Regions from separate parts of the Drosophila melanogaster genome. Here region 1 is linked to region 2. Evidence: chromatin contacts called from public Hi-C data. All regions are on one chromosome and are shown on one strand. Each heading gives the region's core, a stretch centred on a gene start, on an enhancer-like site or on the middle of the called end of the contact. The rest is flanking DNA. Distances are from core to core; before and after follow the strand shown. Region 1 holds the start of Clic (Chloride intracellular channel). Region 2 overlaps NFAT (NFAT nuclear factor).

Region 1 (5,512 bases), core at 2,588-5,087, 190 kb before region 2:
TCATATGTATGTCCTGGGGTGTTCCTGAGACCTCTTGAGGTTTCAATGCAATAGCAAACGGTGTCTCAAATTATGCAATAAAATACTTAATACTTCTTATCTGAAAGTCTTTTGTGGATATTCCAGTGGGTTAGTGGCTTGTTGTGATACATACCATACATTCGGTTATTAAGTAGCGAAAATGCAAAATTTTAATTGTTTGCCTAAACCGTGAGTAATTAACATATACGTGTGACATTTTGAATTTTGTTTAGTTTTCTTATAACACATACATACAAAATATTTTCTTTTAAATTTTTCGAATGCTTAATGCTTTAAATGCGTTGCGCTTAACAGAAAAATTCCAATAAAATTATTGGAAAGAAAAAAATATAATCATCAATAAAATTTTAAACGAACTGAATGAAATGCATATAAACGATAACTAGGTATTAATCTGGCTAATGTTAGTGCATAAGGATCTCCAGCTGGACGAGCCGCTGGTTGGTGGTCGATGGCATTCGGTATGGAACGCTGGCAGCCATGTTGGTGAATGCCTTGGCCCTGTCTCGCAAATGTTTCACGGCGGGCTCCTTATTGACGCACTTGCTTTCATCAAAGAAACCGGAAGCTGTTTCATTCGAGTCCATTAGCTTCACATACTCCTGGTATACAATGTCCATGGACGCCAGCAGGATATCGGGCAGCACTTTAATGACCTCGGGACCCATCCGCTTTATGTTCGTCACACACTCGTCCACTTCCAATGAGCTGGCGGGTATCAGATGATTGTTGGTCAGGATTTCTAATGCCGAACGCAATGCGCCTTCGTGATAGTGGTCAAAGAACTTCATGACCTTTGTCAGCACCGTATATGTGACAACAACTTGAACCTCTACGTCCGATTTACGCACGACCAGCGCCGCATCTAGTCGATTGATAATATCGCCCAGCCGGTTACGCACGCTTCCATTCTGCGTTGGTTGGTGGACCACCTGTGCCAGTAGCGAGTTCACCAAACGCAGTGCCTTGTCCAGCTGGCCACCAATAAAGTAGAGCTCGATGGCCAATTCGTAGTCGCCGCGTTTCGACAACTCATCGCCCACCATTTCGGCCAGAGAGTACTTATCGCATTCATGAATTTGAAATTCCGCATATATGCCGCTAAATAAAGGGGAATGAATAAACCATTAGCTATTTGCCAAAAGGATTTTGAAATCTTTTAAGAGTACCAAAAACGTAACATACCCATAGCGCAAGCCGTTTTTCTTATCCTCCGTCCCGAAAATCAGCTCTAGCATTTCGTCGTCGCATTTCTCAACTAGCAGATCGCAGACGCAGGTGAGCATCACGTTGCCGCGTCCGTTCTCGGATTTAAAGTTGCGCAACAGGTAATAGTAATGCAGCGCCTGCGTGGTGTCCGTTCTCTCAAAGCACTTGGTGTACATGACGATCAGACGCACAAGATTGAGTCGTTTCATTGGTTTTGGGTCGTCAGGGTCGGAGCTCAGAAGGGATTGTTCCACGGAACGTGGTGTTCCCAGCATGGATATCTCGTTTAGGGCAATGGCCATGTGGATAGCGTGCGTTCGATTTTTCTCGGTGCGGGCGAGGAATTCAATGGCGGCCTCAAATTGGCCGGTAAGCGTCAGCACCTGGAAGTATAGCGCCGCCTTCTCGCGCGCATTGAAGTAGTTCTCGCCGTACTTTTCTAAAATGAGCGATTGCAGGCCGCTGAACGTTAGCTGCTCCGTGTTGCTGTCGCTTTGGTCCGACCTGCGCAGAATGGACAGTTGCATCCACAGGAAGTCGTCGATGCTGCGCATTAGTTCTACGTGAGTGAAGTGCGGATCACACGCCAACAATACGACGTATACCTAATGGAAAAGAGAAAAACATATGATTAGCACGAATATACGCAACAAGTTGTAGCAAAAGATGAGCACTCACCGCCTTTTTGTAGGGATCCGTACAGGCGCGCAGTCTACTGTTGTACTCCAACTTTAGCTGACCCTCAAGCTTTACCATCAAGTTGTCCCTATCGCCGTTCTTTCGCAACGTCAATAGCGTAAGCAGGTCGGGGCAGGTTCCCGATTCCTTGAGATACAACGCAGCCGCGTCCATATCGCCACTCCGCAAGCTATAGTAAACATGTGGCCACAATGGCTGGCCATTGTTCACGTCATGCAGCCCGTAGAGGGCTCGCTGCCCCTGGAGAGTAACGCCCACATAGGAGCGGACCATATGGTACACGCTGGGGATTCCTCCCCGCCGCGCTTTGGCCAAATTCGCGACGATAAACTTTCTCATATACGTCCTATATCTGCGCTCCAAGTACGTGCGGGCCTGCTCAACGAATTGCGGTGATGTCTGACGATTCTTGATTGGATCGATGGTGCTCGAGACTGGCGGCAACGCGGTCATAAACTGCAATACATTCCACATCTCGGCTACGGACTCATCGTTGAAGGAGTCTTGGACCACGTGGGCAAGGGTCGACAGCAAGTTAGGGCGTCTGCCCAGGATGATCGACTGGTTGTGGATGGCGATCTGTTCAGCGTACATCTGCTCATGGCCATTCAGTTGGGAGTACGGAGTGGGCTCATCAGCCATGGCCGTGGGCACTATCTGAAACTGGACGTCGGGGAAGTCCTGTTGGTTTGGTCCGACCAGAGCGTTTAGCAGCGCTTCCTTCTCCTCGCCCCACTCCGAGTAGATGCAACGCCACTTCTGTCGCTCCACAGATTTAAATATCTGCAATGGATTGGTTAATGGAGATAGAAAGTTCAGAATTTTGGGTGTCTGCCTGAAGCATGTCATTTGGCGCACTCACACTGCGATTCGTCTCATCGATAACTGAGAGTATGGCGTTCTCCCGCTCGTTCTTCAGATAGGCCTGCACATTGGTCTCCGTCACCGGATCAATCGGCTCGAAGGTTTGGCGGGCGCTGAGCGACTCCAGCTTCTGTGTAAGCTTGGGCAGGTCCACGCCCTTAGAGCCGAGCAGTATGTGGCTGCATTTGAATGACCGGTTAATATGACAATTTTTGGCGCCTGGCCTATAGCGAACTACTCACGCCTGCAGATCATTGGTGCCCATTTGGGTGACACGCGAGTGAAACTCCTTGGTTGCCTGCAGAACCTGGGACATGGTCCGTTCCACGCCCGGCACCTCCGTGTCCGTATTGGTCTCGTTCGTCAGGCGCTGGGCCTGCTTCAGCAGTTCCATCAGATCCATGTCGTGATATTGGGATGGAAAAGCCGGTGCCAATAAAATGATATTTCCAACGAAGCGCACACCAAGCTGCTAGTGCTGCCACCTGGTCGCAGTCCGGATTATTTCGGCGCCATAAAATGTTTGCAATCGGTGGTATTCTTTTTGGTATATTTAATAGTACAACTGTTATATGTTAGAATAACTATAATAATGTCTACAGATGGTATATAATTTAAAAGGAATATTTGATAATTAAAATCATTAAATTGAAAAATTTATATAGATAGCAGACTAAGAAATTATTTCTCAATACCTAAAAGTTGTTATAAAAACAAAGAAAATAGTCGATTTCCCCGAACGCGAAATTTCAAAATTTTTATGGAATATCGATATATTGGGGAATAAATTGAGAACAAATGGGAGTTTTGTAGGTATAAGGTATTTTTGGTATTACGCAATCTGTTATTGAAATGTCCCAATAACAACTGTTATTGAGAGGGAGTTGTAAGTACAACTTTAAAAACATTTGGTATTAGCTTGGTATTTATAGGCCGGCCGAAAGGCAGGACCGTCTGGTAACACTGAACAGCAGGCGTTAGTGTATTTCGCGCAGTGCAGATTGGTTTATTCAGCGGCTAACCAATTCAATCGTGAATAGACTTTAGCAGCGCGCAAATCGTAGAACAGAACGGCATATTTTTTTTAAACACTGCGAGGCGAGCTTCTTCTTCCCTCCGTCTCTCTGTGTGTGTGTGAGTGTGCTGCCTGTGTGTGTTACAGCTTGTGTACGTGAGTGTGTGTATTGGCAAAGGAAATTAGCACAACAAAAGCGAAAAGGAAACGAACACGCACGCACCTCGTCACGCGGATAAAGAAAAAAACTCTTCGATCTGATCAGAGATATCGAGAATAAACGATAAAAATAATAACAATATCGCAATGTCGGAAGTTGAATCGCAGCAGAGCCAGGAGACGAACGGCAGCAGTAAATTCGATGTGCCCGAGATAGAATTGATCATAAAGGTGAGCGAACAGCGACATTTGCATACCCCTGCAGTTTTCCATTTCGCTCTGCGCAAATTTCCGTGCAGAGTGAAAATGCAGCCGGGGCAAAAGCAGAAGCAAATGCAAACAAAGGCAAAAACAAGAAGCGACTGGGAAAACGCGAACTGCCGTTTGTTTCTCCTCCTCCTCCCTCTTTTCGGCTTCTTACCCCTGTTCGTTCTTCGTTGTCTTCTTCTTCTTCTTCTCACTGTGGCACTTTGCAGTGTGTCACATTTGGTTAAAACGAACAGAATACGTTTAGCACACACCGCCCCCTCCCCTCTCGCCGACGTTCCCCTTTCGCCTTGCGGTTCCTAAGCATCGCCAAAACCGGTTTTCTCCTTTTCTCCCTATCGCACATTCACACACACATACACACACACATACACACACACGCACGCACACTATCGCATACACATGCATTCGGGCACATCTGCACAGAACGAAATTGTTGATTGAGTTATGATTTTCAGAACTCCATGATTACCATTATAAAGCATCCAAATTAAATATTACAGCATACCTTTTTGGTGCAATACTCTAAAGCCGCCCTTTTTCCAAATTATCCGAGCATACCAAGCTGTTCATATGAAATATCTTTTTAATATTTTATAATTAACAATTAATCATGATATTGCTGTGTGCGCACAGTCTGAAATTTGTGGAACGTAACATATTACTTCGGTTCTTATCTGCTAAAAAATTTAATCACATTTCATTGCGCCAATTGCTCAACAAATGCTCCTTCATCATAGTTCTCCTAAGCCCCCCGCATCGCCCCCCTTCGCAACCATCAGCATGTTTCTCTCTGTGTGTGTGTGTGTGAATTAGAGGTTCTTTTTTATCTTTTAGTGATTTCTAAATTTCTTGACACATACGTCATGCTCCTCCAAAGAATCGAAGAAAACAAAAAGCTAGCACTCCGCACATTTGCGGTCAAGATAATAGCATTGAGAAGCCAAGATTCCTAAAGTGTGATTAATTAAATGAATTTAAATCATAGAACTTAACTTTAGATTGCTCAATATGTAGTGTTTTATTTCTTTATGTATTACAAATAATCGATAATAAAAACTTGTTCGATTTTTTCTCCTCGAATACAACGCTTTTCTTATCAGTTCTGTTCTTCGATAGTGGAAAAAAAAACATGTGATAAAACAATTGTTCATTGGCATCTTTCTTAAAGGTGATATTATTGCAAAATGAGTCAAAGAAAGATTACGAACCCTTTGGTTTTTTTTTTTGTATTATAGTAGAGGCCGCAATCTATTT
Region 2 (4,975 bases), core at 1,625-4,124:
ATCGCAGCGCAGTGCGTAAGCTTAGCTCGATTCGCGATTAAATTGAATTAATAACTAACATATTTAATGGCCATCGTGCACATTTGTCACTCGGCGATGTATAATTTATAACATTTTGTTCGTTGACAGTATAGCTCCCCTCGAAAACCCCCGATGGTCCCGAAAAAATGATGATTACATCTCGTGTATTTGCTGATTGTTGTGTTCGCTGATTGTTGTTGCTGTTCCGATGAATGTATTATATTATACCCTACTTTTAGTGCGTGGCGACCTTAGCAATGAACACAGCCAGGCACCAACAACAAGAACAACGATAATAAACCAACAACCACATACAATAAATATACTTGGGTATTTGTCAAGGTTCAAGGTTACAACCTGCACTTATTAATACGGTTTATTGTACTTTTGTTTCATCACCTGCATCAGTAGTTTCAGTAGTACAACCAACAAAAACAACTACGCGGCAGCAACAACGACAAAACAAAACAACTACAACATTAGCTACTTGACCTGCAGGAGCAATTGGCTTCTATAATTATTTATACGATGTTTCATTTGTTTCGGAATTTTACCAGTTACCGAAGTTGCAACGACAAAAAATATACATATAGGCAAAATAAAGTACCAGGGGTACAGTAATAGGCGGAAAACTGTACTTTAACTCTTGAAGGAGTTTGCAGTTTATCTACAAAGTAGAATTCTAAATACTTCCGTTAAATATATGAAAATAATTAAGAAAAATTACATACAAACATTTATTATTTTGCGTTGTACTATAAAAGCAACTATTAAATACTCCAACTGTCTGGGCATTTTTCCCCACGACCTTACAACCACGAACCGCACTGTCTGGGCCGGCACATATTTAATTTGATTTGACGCGCTTCGATTTGTTTCGATTGGCACTCTAATTAGTATAGCTACAAAAATTGCCAAATTATTTCCAATCATTTGTCTCCGCATTCTTGTTTTTTGCGTCTCGTTTCAAATTCTGAATTAGCCAATGGGAAATCGGCCAGAAGAGATCTCGATATAAGACATTTACTTTCCGCCGGAGGCGGCAGAACGAAAAAAATAAAAAAAAATATTTTCATATCCAACGGATGCTGTACATTATGTGATATATCGCTCTATACATACGTAGCCCAATATCTTAATCATGTTAAATGCCTAATCACGATCTCGGACGATTTATTTCGTATCGATTAACGCGATTCCTCCTCTCCATTTCCCTTTTTTCTCCACCTATCCAAATCCCTTCTGACTGGCGACGCCACGAATAAATGCTAACCACAAAGGTAAACAAAAGAAGAGGAAAAAGCGTACAAAAAGCGTTCGAACCTTTTTTTGGTCAAGTTTTTTGGTTAAAGAATTTTTTCTACAGCGCTACGATGTTGTTTTCAAGCAAAAAGTTTAGCTATTAGTTGTATTATATTATCACAATTAAACTAAATAAAAGTGTGTGTTTTTTTGTTTTTTTTGACTAAAATGAAGGAACATGCTGGATAAAACCTACAATTGTTAACAAATCTTTTTTACATTTTCGGTAAACAATTTTAGTGTTTTGTACAGCAATAAAAAAAAAACGAAACACCAGACACGAAATGTTATTGAAAACGTTTTGCGTATGGCGCTTTTTTACGGCGGCTGCTGATCGTAAAAAAAGTTAAATCAACAGACAGAAAAACTCGCAAAAATCAAATTGTTATTCCCCTGTTGCACGTACAACAAATGGTAAAAACAATAACAACGCAACTGAACTTCAAAAGACACACAAAAACAACAATCAAGGAAAAAGAGTTTTTAGTGCTTCTTTTTTTCATCGCGTCGTTTCATTGTTGTATTGTTTAATTAATTTGCTTAAATTTGTTGTAATTGCCTTGCTGACGCTACATTTTGATTTAATTATAGCACTGGCAAAAGCAGTAGAAAATATCACGCATACGCCGCATTGGCCGCCCGTCCATCTCAGCTGTTAAACGCATGCTCACTTAACAGCGCCCGCAGGGCAGTAACAGCCACGTACGTTAACGTTAACAGTAGCCGGCTGTTTATATAATTGATACATGATGATAAATGACAAATGCTCCTAAGTACTAATAACCGCATATCGCAGTCTTATAATCCGATTAGATCCGTTCCGTATTGATGGGCAATTTCAATACTTCAATAGCAAGCAAATCATTTTCGGAAATCCTTCGGAAACACTTAAAACATCAACAGGCTGCATAATCAAAGGTTTAAACTATTGATAACAGTACAATTTGAGTTGATTACTTCAGTTCAATGGCAAAAACAACAAAGCATATTTAGATCGCAGACATACACTTGTGTACTTGTGTAATTCCCGAAAAACTAAAACCTTAACACCTGCTTCAAAGAATAGATTTGAATTGAAATAAGATTGTCGAAATTGTATTTAAAGACAAGTGATCTCGTTTGTTTCGTATGCCTATAAAAAAAAAAAAAACGAATATTAATAGAAACTGAGCACATATTAAAAGGCCATGAAGGATCAGCACTTGAGAGCCCCTGATCTTTAGTTCCTTCCATGTTCGATCTTCGCATTCGAATTAATCTCTTCTGCTTCTTCTTGCACTTAATGGGAATTATTGCGCGTGTCTTCTAATCGCCAGTTTCTTTTCATAGATTATGCAAACGCGCTTGGACACAGGCAGCGTGATAAGGCGCGGAATTATGGCGAACGGGGAGGGGGGGGGGGGGGGTAATTGGGGGAAACACCATATCATATCATATCAGCATACTATCATCATAGCGAAAACTGAGAGATCGCCGACTAATTCCCAATGCCGTACCCCCAACAATGAAGGCGCCCGAGAAAGAGAGAGAGAGAAAGAGAGAGATTGGAGAATTTGATAAGCGCTCTGCTCGAGTTTCGCTCATAATTTAATTTTTACTCGTATTCTAACGAACTTCCGGGGGATCTATGTTTATTTTCGGCGACCATACCAATGTACCTGCGTCGTCTCTATGGATGTTGTGGGTGGCTGGTTGTTGAGTGGTTTGGCAAGTGCTTGTTTTTTGGCATCACGTGGATGGATGGGGATTTGATAACACGGCCATGACAACACCTTGTCCCTGGTTTGGTATTTTGGCCACAGCAGCAGCGGGAGAAATGGTTGTTTGTCGTGTGGCCTTTCCACTTTTAAGCATATGTAAATGGGCCACGCCCACTAGACTTCAAAGAGATTGAGGTGAAAAGCGAACGGTAATATATATAATTTGCATTTACGCGTTAAATTGATTAGCATACCGTCTAGTTGCGGGGGGATTCACTAAAGATCAATTAAAGATAGCCGTTGTAAGGGTTCGATTTTAATTTATTATGTAATTTATCATATTGTCAAGTTGAGAAGTTTGGAAACATTAGCTTAAAGGCAAAGCACTTCATTCGAAATATAATATTATATAATAAATTGTATAAAGTGTTCAATAAGCTGATTGGTCAGCATGTTTTTCTACAATATTTCAATGCAGTAAAAACGATTGTGTTAGCAAAAGAACACATGTTACATATATAATTAATAATACATACACTGGCTTGCGGGAAAAAAAAGAGGGTACGGCATAAATGCAAAAACTAACTTGATTCGACTGAAGTTTAGATCTTATATCTTACGTAGGGAGTGAGTTCTCTTATCGGCGATAGAAAAATGAAAAATAAAGAGAATGGCTCGAGAAAAATGTCTCTAAAACGAAGAGTAAATTAATCAAGAACTGAATAAATTGCTGTTAATTGATGTATTTGTGTTTGGTTTGCTTGTCGTGCGTTTTCATCAATTCATAGGATCGAATGGATGACTAAACTGCCCAGCAATGTCACGAAATGCGCTAAATAATAATACATTTCTCCAGCCCCTCTTTTTTTGCCCTATCTTTTGTTTTTAATCTCATTCTAGATCTTTTTCTTCTTCTATTCACACAGCCTTCAAATCTTTCATCAACATTTTCATATTCGTACATTGTTCTGCTAATTTTTTTTTTTACCAGGCTTTTTTACTTTTGAACGCTGGGCGATTTATTATTGTTTTTGTTTACACACATCACCATATAATTCTCAACTTTAGTTCGCTCGCAACAATAATGGAATATAAATCGATGCGAATTGCAGGGTAATGAGAGTAGCCATCATAATTTGTGGAGCACATATTTCTTTCATTCTTTCAAAAAAAATATTAAAAACAATACCAAAATACATATGTACGTATGTACATATGCGCCGGCGTTTTATGAATATTCAAATTATGGATTGTATAAGACAGCAGGAACAATAAAGGAAGCTCTAATTTGTTTATGAATGGCCGTTTTATTTGATTCCATGAATGAAAAACCAGCGCAGTTTCTAAAACATTCAAGAGATGAACCCGGGCGCAGATAGATTGTCGAAAACAATTACGGAACAATCAAAGCCGAAGAAAGTAAAGAAACAAACCGTTGAAATGAGAAGAAAGGAGCCCGAAGAATTGGCGAGGGAAGAAATGGTGAGCAGATAGCGGGCAGCGAGCGCGTCAGAAAACGCGGACAACTGAGGCACGCGCACGTCACGTGACTTGGGCCAAAACAAAAAGCCAGCAATCGGAATCAGCAAAAACAAAAAAAATACAATATAATATAATAAACAACAACAGTAGCCAGCGGCCAGCCAGGCACTCACAAACGACCTAAACATATATACACGTATCTACATATGTATGTATGTACATTAGTGTAAGTGTAGACTTTTCAAGATGCTGAAATGTGCGCTCAATCGCGATCCTCAATCAAAAACCGACATCATCGAAGCGCCCAAGCAAATCGCAGTGTTCGTCATAGCTGCTGTATCGCATGTACATACATATGCATGTATGTACATATTCGTTTTCTCACTTCTCGACAGCAATTTTCATAGAATTCGTAATCGTACCTCGTAAGTGTTGTACATACAAACAAACATACATATACATATGTATAT

The links. Hi-C and Micro-C count contacts between places; a contact is called where the count stands out from the background.
Region 1: a Hi-C map of the Kc167 cell line shows a contact between it and region 2, with 10 times the contacts expected there. The contact joins the promoter of Clic here to the enhancer-like site in region 2. A contact is called at or near these places in 6 of 107 Hi-C or Micro-C datasets (the Kc167 cell line, the S2 cell line, embryo and 3 more).

The regions. Positions count from the first base shown.
Region 1 is chrX:13,820,632-13,826,143 of dm6, reverse strand. It overlaps Clic (Chloride intracellular channel), which reads left to right and starts at 3,837. Exons shown (of 4, transcript NM_132700.4): 1 at 3,837-4,219. The coding sequence starts at 4,136. It overlaps Nup93-1 (Nucleoporin 93kD-1), which reads right to left and starts at 3,318. Exons shown (of 5, transcript NM_132701.4): 1 at 3,057-3,318; 2 at 2,813-2,993; 3 at 1,930-2,733; 4 at 1,228-1,856; 5 at 234-1,143. The coding sequence starts at 3,217. The coding sequence ends at 447. It overlaps jub (Ajuba LIM protein), which reads left to right. Exons shown (of 6, transcript NM_001298303.1): 6 at 1-103.
Region 2 is chrX:13,634,765-13,639,739 of dm6, reverse strand. All of the region lies in intron 1 of NFAT (NFAT nuclear factor), which reads right to left. Among named protein-coding and RNA genes, the nearest start is that of NFAT, 13 kb to the right of the region's middle. Within about 2 kb of position 2,874, at least 6 of the 39 cell types and tissues checked have an H3K27ac peak or open chromatin away from gene starts, as enhancers often do. A contact at or near this core is called in the Kc167 cell line and the S2 cell line, where this site is marked.